Regions from separate parts of the Bombyx mori genome. Here region 1 is linked to region 2. Evidence: chromatin contacts called from public Hi-C data. All regions are on one chromosome and are shown on one strand. Each heading gives the region's core, a stretch centred on a gene start, on an enhancer-like site or on the middle of the called end of the contact. The rest is flanking DNA. Distances are from core to core; before and after follow the strand shown. Region 1 holds the start of LOC101746825 (regulation of nuclear pre-mRNA domain-containing protein 2). Region 2 holds the start of LOC101743571 (protein SAND).

Region 1 (5,168 bases), core at 1,770-4,269, 880 kb before region 2:
CTTATATCTCAAGGTGTGTGGCGCATTTAAGTTGTAGATGTCTATGGGCTCCAGTAACCACTTAATACCAGGTAGGCTGTGAGCTCGTCCACACATCTAAGCAATAAAAAAAAAAAACCTTGGAATGCAATCACAATTTTTTTTGAAGATTTATTTAACTTCTTATGTATGTATATCTGATGTACATATTAAATTTTCCATTCAATAGTAATTTACCAAACAACATTACTATAGTAAATCAACTATGATTGATTTCACACATGCATACATTTGTAAATAATTATATTATACTCACAAACTGATTCATCAAAGCACACACACAACCACTGAAACGGGAATGATGAAAATCAGCAGTATATCCCAATAATGAGTTATCTAACAACTAAACAAGGTTTTTTTATTTGTGTCCAAAAGGGGAAATATAGAATTTGAATGCAAGACTTTAAACCTTGGACATTCTGATCAAATCTTTTTCATGTTTATTGAATAGATGGATGCACATGCTCATAGCTACCCTGGTGTTGGATGTTCACCAGAACTCACAGAATTTCTGGTAAAAAAAAATTTAATATTATAATTGTGCAAATTTAATTTTTTGAAAGTCCTACATAAAAGACAAGAAGTCTTCTATGTACTTAAAAAAATTACTTTAGGCATGACTGTAAAGAAATAATATTTCGTTCTCTTCCTTCCTTCCATCTCCTTTTTACTGTGTGTGTTTACTTATATGACAAGTCGTTCTTCCAATGAGGTTTGAGGACAGTCCTCAGCAGTAAACAGTGTCCAGATATGTTCCAGTAATTGCTTATGTCCGTGAGCGATGGTCACCACTTACTACCAGGTGCGGTTGTGTGCTGCCAAATATGGCAATTACAAAGTAAATAAAGATCCAATTGCAATTTGTAACTAAAGCTTACCTTTTACTTTATACACTCATTAATGTTACATATATTTTTGATATTTAAAAATATATCTAAATGTCAATGTAATACTATTTTTATTTAACTTTCATTTGAAAATTAACTTGCCAATGAGCATCTCATATAAATGTTAATATCTCTATCTATCTACGATAAGAATTTTATTACCCCGCCCTTAACCACAGATCAGTGATAATCACACATGTACTAATTATATTATCTATAATATGCATGCACAGACTAAATAAATTAGGTAGTATTAACTAGCAAGTGGAAAACAAGAAAATTTTGTTCTATCGGGAAATTTGGGATGATAAGGTCATTTTGACTTTGCCATCAATTTGTCAGCTGTCAGATACATTTTTTTAAGGGATTTTATAACCTGGTAACTAATAATTCATTATTATCAAAAATAATTCACTATTACCCTTCGATCAATATTGATCGAAGCTATTACCAAAAAAAATAAGATAATATTTTCTTCTGTTTTCGCGAGTCGTAGACATAAAAGTATTTTTATAATTATTATTTGACTATAACAGAACGTACCAACACTAAATATGCAAGATTAACCAAAGTAGAGATGTGATTGATTGATGCGGAGATGGCTAATGTTCCTCCTTTCTCCTACGTGTTTTATTACATGGATTTTAGTAGGCAGAGGCTTGGCTTTGCCCCTGACATTGCTGACGTCCATAAGCGACGGTAACCACTCACCACCCAAAAGCGCTTTATTCACGATCCATCTTGCTGAACGTCCCGCCCAGGCCATACACGATGCAAAAGTACCATGAATAGGCTTGACGTACGTCGATAATTATTATTTGTTTGCTGGATTTGCAGGACCAATTTTGCATCCAGCGAGTGCCCCCACCACCGCGAACGTCGTGCAGATAGACAGTGAATAACGTGGACGTACGTCAGAGCGGTCCTGCGTCGTGCGTGCTTGATCGTGTATAGACTTGCTGTACAGCAGATTTAACTTTTAAAGCTTGTTTCGAGAGGAGACTGCATGTCAAATTGGATCGTGAAACACTTTCAAGATTTATTGAAAGATATAAGTTCCACATGTTTGTGGAATGTCTCAAGCGCAGACTATATGAATAAACAAAAAATAATAAACGTATTACAATTTTTAGGCCCATTTTAGTGGAAGCTGCAAGGATTGATGGCGTGCGTAAAAAATGATATTAATTATTTGAGTATACTCTGCACGTTTAAAAAAAATCATCAAAAACCTCTTGCTATTTTTTGCCTCTCTTCTGGTGCTGCTGACAACATCAGAAGGACTCCTATTTTTGGCGTTTTGATAAAACAGCTGGCATTTTAAATAAATTAAAACCCTCTCATTTAATTCGTTCGATTTATTCTGTTCGCGCTTGATATATCCAGCACCGCGGCCTTGAGCTGACGTACAGCCGTGATGGATCGTGAATAAAGCGCTAAATGCATCGTGCATCGTGCATGGCCTTGGCAGGACGTACAGCAAGATGGAACGTGAATAAGGCGCTTAAAGCTGTATGCTCGTCACTCATACTTAGAAATATAGGACGTATAAATACACTAAAGCCGTCCTTTTTCTTAAACATGAATTAATGTGAAATTCTTGCATTTTTTCCTCAAAGAAGGAAAAATAAAAAATTTACGGAAAAAATGACAATCGACAATTAAACAACGGCTTTCCGTATGTTTTGAGTTCTCCTCAAAGAGAATATTAACACTAAAATCGGTATCATCATCTCAGCCTGTCTACCGTCCACTGCTGAACATAGGCCTCTTCAATTGGTGTCTAGTGCGGTCAACCCGTTTCCACCTGCAATCAACGTGACCCAGCGATTTTCACTAGGTCGTCGGTCCATCTGATAAGTAGCCGTCCCGCACTACAATACTCAACGTATTTCATTTAAATAAAAAGGTCATACGTACTTCGATTGCAGAGTCGTTTTCTTACTTAGGTGTTCATTGTTATGTATCAAGAATTATATTGAAATAATTCCACAGTGCACAAGCACAATTTTAAGCACCTTGAAAGAGTATCCAGCTAGTAATTAATGAAAGAAGAAAATTTATTTTAAGCATGTGATTTGTGCCTCACCTCTGTCAAGGGAACGACAGAAATGAGAACGGGGAAAATCAATATCTAGTCAAAAGGGGTTAACAGCACAGTAAACAAACACCTGTAGATGTAATTCCATAAGTACATCAGAAATTGTGAAAATTTTTATGTTTTCCTTTTTACAATCTACCTAAAAAGTATTTATAAACAGATCAATGGACATAAATTTAAGTACCGTACCTATTTGAAATGACGACAAAAGATTATTTATGTTGTGTATTCACAGCTTATTTCGTTCTGAAACCATTTGAAGTTTTTATGCTAAAATATTTTTTCTATTTGATTCTGTAAAACAAAACTGAAATATTGTTAAAATGACAAGATTTAAGCTATTTTCTCCATTTACTAAATTGATAAATAAAAAATAAAGTGAAATTACAGAGCATAAAGAAAATTTATTGAAATAATTGAAGGAAATTGTTTTATTTTCGAATTACTTTCATTTTATTTCATCATGTTACGATACTGTACTCAAGAGAATTCTAAATATTTCATTGAAAATTAATCTAAAACTAAAAGTAAGGCCTATATTGTGGAACGTAAACTTTCCTCCATTTCAAAATTCAAAATGGCGATTGTTGTCCGTGTTGTGTTTTTCCGCGTTTACTTTAGTATTCTTGAAAATAAGGTTTTTTTTAGTTAAGTATTTTGCAGTACTAAACTGAAACCTTTCATGATAAATGTAACAGAGAAAAATTGTGTTTATGTGAACGTAAATGTCAAATCTAACCCTGAGCTGTTAGCGCGGTTTCTAACCGCATTTTTTTGCGTTTATATTTATTGAGTGGCTTTTTAAATTGATAAATATTGCAAATTACTGAATTGCCGGTCTTCTCATATAGTGTTAATGTTCAGTGTATTCAAACGTCTTAAAAGAATGATTGTATGAAGTTAATTACTGAAGTTGTTTCCGTTGAAAACAATGGGTGAAACTGAAGATTTTAATACATTAGCCTTCGAAAAGAGGTTGATGCAGCTAAAAGACACTCAGGAGAGTATACAGTCGTTGTCGTCGTGGTGCTTGAAACAGAGAACGCATCATAAGAAGATCGTATCGAGTTGGTTAAATGTGTTGAAAAGAGTGAAGATTGAGCAGAGACTAGTTTTGTTTTATCTTGCAAACGATGTTGTTCAGTACAGTAAAAGGAAAGGCTACGATTTTGTCGAAAGCTGGGGGCTTTATTTGCAGAAAGCAACACCTTTGGTCAGGTTAGTTTTTGATTGATTCAGGTACCTGTCTGTGTATGTTTGAAATGGCACTCACGCGGCATAGCGTATTTAAATAGTGGCTTCACGGAGCTATGCCAGATATTTAACGAAAATAAAATATAAAGTATGTTCAATAGCTGTAGTGTCTGATACTCTAAACTTTTAAACAGGCACTATCTACACCATTTATTCTCAAAAATTGACAAAAGCAAAAGAGATATTAAGCTGGTGTATTTTGATATAAATTCCATCTTGTCTTAGAGATTTTCCGACCAATACAAGGTTACTAAAATACTGCATCAAATGTAGATAGATGGTAATTTTTTACTATGCACAACTAACTGAATAATGTGTGGGTGATTTGTGTAAATATTTCACATGTTTTGATTCTTGCAATGTGTAGTAAAAATATAAAATTACTGACTTGTATAGCAGTGAGTGACCCTGATCATTAAATTAATCTGGGTTCAATCTCCGGTTCATATATTTTGGTAAAATATATACTGTTACTAATTGTTCTTATGTTTAATATGTAACTCTTCTGCACTTAGGAAAAGGCTAGTCTTAAGCTATTGTCTGTCTGGGTACTAGTTTGTTACCAAATCCATATGTTAAGACATTAAGATCAGGTGGGCCTTGGGCTCAATCGACTGTCCATATAACATAGTTATAGATAACAATGTTGAATGTAAAAAATAATTCTTAGAAAATATTTTCAGAGATGAAAAAGTGAGGCCAAAAATCTTGAGGATATTTAAAATATGGGAACAGCGATCTGTTTATGATGATGAATTCTTATCTGATTTGACTGGACTACTTAGTGCTGGAGCAATCAAGAAATCAGATGATGATGCTTTAGATTTCCAGGTAAGAACTATTAATGACATAAAGTTTTTATTTCATTAAAAGAGAGTGGCTGATTT
Region 2 (4,957 bases), core at 1,687-4,186:
ATTTTTATTACAGATTGAACGAAACTATCCATTCCGGTAACTTTCTTCTTCCCTGATCTTTTCTTACCCGGAGTCCGAAACACGGCGAGCAAGCCAGAGCCTTTAGCTTCGTTAATAATGCACCAAACAGTACTCACTGATGTTTTTGTTGCTTCCGAAGTCTGTTTTAATTTTTCCATATCATTCTTCCCCTGTTTTATGATGAAGCAATATACGTCGTACACAAATTTTCTACCCTTTCTTTTAAGTACTACACCAGTTTGTCACGGCATAGTGTATGTTTTATAAAAAATCAACAAACACTCAACAAATAGCAATGGCAACAAAGTCCACAAGCAATTATAACTAATAACTTAACGATTAATAACGATAGACTTTCCACTGTACGCAAGCGTACTTTTGGGAGCAAGCGGAACGAGGGCGCGGTGCGGGACGCAAGGTTCGACTGATCTACCAATAACGCGCTCGATACGATTTCCCCTGCCGTCGCGCCTCACCCTCACCACCAAAGTGATCTAAAATTCGGTTCTGCGCAGTCAAGGTCATTTGCTCACGAAGTTTGCCGATTACTATACCTCCCATCCATTTTTCTTTTTTTTTTCCCTACCTATGCTGATAGCCTTGAGAGGCTATTTCAGCTTCGCCCTAGCGTATGTAGGTGAGCTCACGGGGCTCAAGCCGGAGTGTTGCTAACACTGACTAGCAAGAACTAACTAGCAAGAGCAGTGCTTCGCAGAAGATCCGGCTAGAAACTCAGTGGGCTGTGTCTATGGGTCTATTTCTAGTGATTGTTTAACAATAACAGACTAACAATTACAATTTACTGTATTACCTAGTAAAAAGGCAGGATCTTTCTCCATAAACACAAGCAAATGATCAATCAATCTTTCAGCTCCGGCCAGTAGCCTTCTCAGATCATAGTTCCTTCGCTGCTCAAATATTCTATTCAGTTGGGTTAGTGTTAACAGCGAAACAATTTGATTGAATGCATATCTAGAAAGAAAAAAAAAGTATTTTTTAATTTCAAATATATATTTCAAGTGATCCTTTGATCTGCCCTAATGATATCTGACATGATTTGTCTATTTTTTTTGACATTCAATAAGTTACAGGTTGCATTTCTATTCATGTTTTCTAGTTTGAAGGCTGAACTGTCTATCAAAACTGGCATTTATTAAAAATATAACTGTCCACCAGCTGGTGATATTTATCAGAGGGATTATTAGCCCCGTACACTGTGATAAAAATATATTTTATCAAAATTTTTATTTATCTTGAAGATAAACTTTAATTTTCACTTACGTCAACTGCAAAACTAATTGGGTTTCACTTTCATTGGATTTCGAAACAGCAACCAGTATTAGGGGTCCCTTAACAAGGAATACTGCTTTACAATCTTTCGTGTTGATGAACCTCAATATATCCTGGTTCTGTTCTTCTATTACGCTGACAAGAGCTTGGATAACACCACACAGGCCAGCTAACTTGTCTTCGTTGCCATATCTAAAATCAAACTATGTTAGAAAAATTTTGAAATATTATCCAACAGCGGAATAACAGTAACACATCAGATTAAACTCAAACTTAAAAAAAAACCAATGGTTTGTGGTTTAAATGGGGAAAAAAAATATTCACTTATATTATTATATTAGAATTACATACCACATACAGAGCCTATATCGGTGAGTTCTCACATTCAAACTTAAGCTGCCACAAATCAATAGTGCATTCGAATTTGAAGGGTAGGACAGACTTATAGTTGTGATACTGACTTCACATCTCAGGCACATGACGGTATTCATATTGTGAGGTTGATAGACCCCAATAACCATTTAACAACAGATGGGCTATGAGCTCTACCCTCAAAGAATATCTCTTACCTTGAATAAATAGGTTTTCCTGCAGTGCTAAGTATGAACACATGTTTCTCTTTATTAACAAGTTCTGGTGACTGTAGATAGTCTTTATCATCATCTGTATCATCTCCATTCTCCTCAATTAAGTTCGAATTGCTGGCTGAAGCTGACATTGATCCCTGTAAGAATTTGTGAATATTAGTTTATACCTTTCTGAATGAGAGCCTCTAGCAGGCCAAGAAAAATGTTGACCCAAACTGACAAAATTCCTCATATTATGATACTTTTATTTAGGCATTCTAAATATGTAACTAATAAGATTTATGTTGTTTGGTTTTAAAAACATGTGTTGATGTTAGTTAATAGTGATAATAAAACTAATGTTTTGCTAACAATTCGAGGGTAAAATATTTATAGAAAATATTACTCTTTTTTAAATACTAATAAATTTCATAACATATTTAATTGATGATTATGTACTGGTAGTGATATAAAGACATGGCTGACAGTCTTAATTAAGTTTAGCAACTTACATAATTAGCTACTGTATCTATAAAACTTACATCTTTTGTTTGTAAATCATCACTTGATTTCGCTGCTTTCAGTTTAGGGTCTTCAGCAGTTTCCAAGATTTCACTTTGTATTTCACTTATAGTACTGCTCTTAGTAGTCAAGCAGGTCTCTCTTAGGCTGGAACTCATCTCCGATGCAAACTCTTCAAAGGAATCAGTGGGGTTTAGTATGCTATCATGACATGCACCCGGTTCAAGTTCATCAGAAGCATTTTCTGGAGCATTCATATGTTGAGGCACGTTATCATTGGATGTAGATGCCATGACGATACTTTTTCATTAATTTTAATATAACTATGTTAAGACAAAAAAAACGAATTTTTGTTTTTTGGTTTTTCTGTCACTTTATTTTGAATAACATTCCAGAACAATGATTATCGGTGTGAAGTTGTGAACGGGTATTTTGCATATTTTGACATTGATTTATTTGCCATCTCTGTTTTTCTAATGAGTTTCAGCTCTACTTTGCTCGAGAACTTCAACTGTCACGGCGAGATGTACAGATCTGTTTTAATCATGTTTTATTCATAGACCTATATAGTATACTTCATTGGTTTTATTGCAGTGACTGGAACATGAAGAAGGCGAGTTTATGTCATTTTGACAAATTAAGCAAAAGGGGTTATCTCATAATATTCTAGATTTTCTCATTAGTTACCAAATCAGTGTGTATAAAATTTTTATCTAGCAAATTAATAATATTTTAATCGACTAAAAATGGTGTAAATAACACATTGGTACCCATGAAAGTATATAAATGCTTGCTAAGAAAAACAACCATGTAACATAATTTTCATCGTCTGCATGTTATGTTATGCAAAGCTAAAATTATAAACGATGTCAATGTTTAATTTAAATAAAATAATCAGTGTGTGATTATAATAAAAATGTTTATCCTTTTTTTATTAGGAGTTTTAACTAGGAACATTTTCAATACAATTTGAATCAGAAACACAATGGGAGTCAACTTAGTACAGATACTTAGTTAATACTTGTACCTAAATGTAACGTTTAAAACGAAGCCTCAATTTTTTTCTATTAAGAACTAATAGATCATAAAGTATTTTTACTTTGTAAGTTTAATAAGTAATAACACTGGTCGACACAATATTGTGACATACTATAATGTAACATGTAGAAATGCTTACTAATTTTGACTTACCTACCTACTTTCACCTGAACATTGTATTATTTTTTGAAGATTGTAGTATTTTTTTTCCTAGCTTAGTGGTTCATAAATATGTACTATCAATCAACAAGTTTTGCCACATGCGTGGCAATCTTATTTTTAAAACCCAGCGAAGAAATTTCACATCATTAGTACCATCGAAAAATACGACAAAGCGTGGGTTCCACACTTGTTGTGTTTACTGGACGGGCAAGAAAATTTCGATCTATTCTTTTTGCAATTCATTTGATTTGGACAGAATGAACCGCTCATCTTATTGTCATTTTTGTCTTACATTATACAAAAGTCATTATAACTAATACACACAGTAAAATGAGGTATCCTCACTTGCCATCTGCTACCATACCAATCCACCATAGTGAATAATTAATTACCTATGCCAGAACCACTTCGAAGCTTCGATCTGTCCGCTGCGTCAGATGGAATCGAAAACGTCACTTTAGATCCCGATTTTCAAGAAGCTTCCTAATCTGTACACACGTACCTAGTCTTCATTCCCGCTATGAACCAAAGGGGAACGAACGGGTCTGACTGAAAATCAGCGCTGTTCGATTTATTGACCTCGAACAGCACTAGCGCCACCTCCTCATTGAGCCACCTCCTTTTGCCTTTTCCTTTTTTTTCTGTTATTTTATTCGTATTTTATTTTATATAATGTGAAAGGCAATAAATGATTTTATTAATATATTATTATTATTATTATAATCTAATGAGCCACATCTACTATCTCAAGGAGATCAGAATCTCAATGATTTGGTGCGGCCTTGAAATCAAGCAATTGATGAATGCTGAAAGATTTAAAGAATGTCTTCAGTCGTTTGCACTCTTGGCAGAGTGGTCGTGGTCAAAATTTCGGGTGGTGGTGCGCTTCATAAGATGTCGCAAATCCATCTTACGGAAAAATACGCATTGGAGTCTTTCATAATAGTTACTTTCGATTTGTAGGAAATCACTGATCGAGTTACTATAGAAATTTCGTAGCGAAGCTGTTAACTACAAATAAGACAGTATTGTAATATAATGTAATATATCGTTGAAAATACTTTTTCTACATTCACATAGATAAACACTTCTTTTTTGAAAATTGGGGCTCCGTCAGCGATGAAAATGGATAATGATTCCAACAAGCAGAAGTGGCTTTATCTATGGTGCAAGGTGTGTTCTGCACAGGAGCGCAGTGGTGTTAGGCTTTTTCCCCCTACCTGTTCTAGTAACCTCTAGGGACTATATTAAGTTCACCGGGCGAATAGGTGAGATCACGGGGCTCTAACCTGACGAATTTGATAACACTAACCCTAGCAAGGGCAGTGGTTCGTAGAATCTACCATCTGTAGTGCGAC

What was found. Hi-C and Micro-C count contacts between places; a contact is called where the count stands out from the background.
Region 1: a Hi-C map of posterior silk gland shows a contact between it and region 2, with 2.5 times the contacts expected there. The contact joins the promoter of LOC101746825 here to the promoter of LOC101743571 in region 2. A contact is called at or near these places in 2 of 7 Hi-C or Micro-C datasets (middle silk gland and posterior silk gland).

Annotation. Positions count from the first base shown.
Region 1 is chr28:4,869,546-4,874,713 of ASM3026992v2, reverse strand. LOC101746825 (regulation of nuclear pre-mRNA domain-containing protein 2) reads left to right here and starts at 3,019. Exons shown (of 14, transcript XM_038021169.2): 1 at 3,019-4,245; 2 at 4,965-5,112. The coding sequence starts at 3,959. LOC101746966 reads right to left here and starts at 3,039. Exons shown (of 2, transcript XM_012696707.4): 1 at 2,847-3,039.
Region 2 is chr28:3,991,676-3,996,632 of ASM3026992v2, reverse strand. LOC101743571 (protein SAND) reads right to left here and starts at 2,936. Exons shown (of 7, transcript XM_038021139.2): 1 at 2,420-2,936; 2 at 1,881-2,035; 3 at 1,303-1,503; 4 at 833-993. The coding sequence starts at 2,692.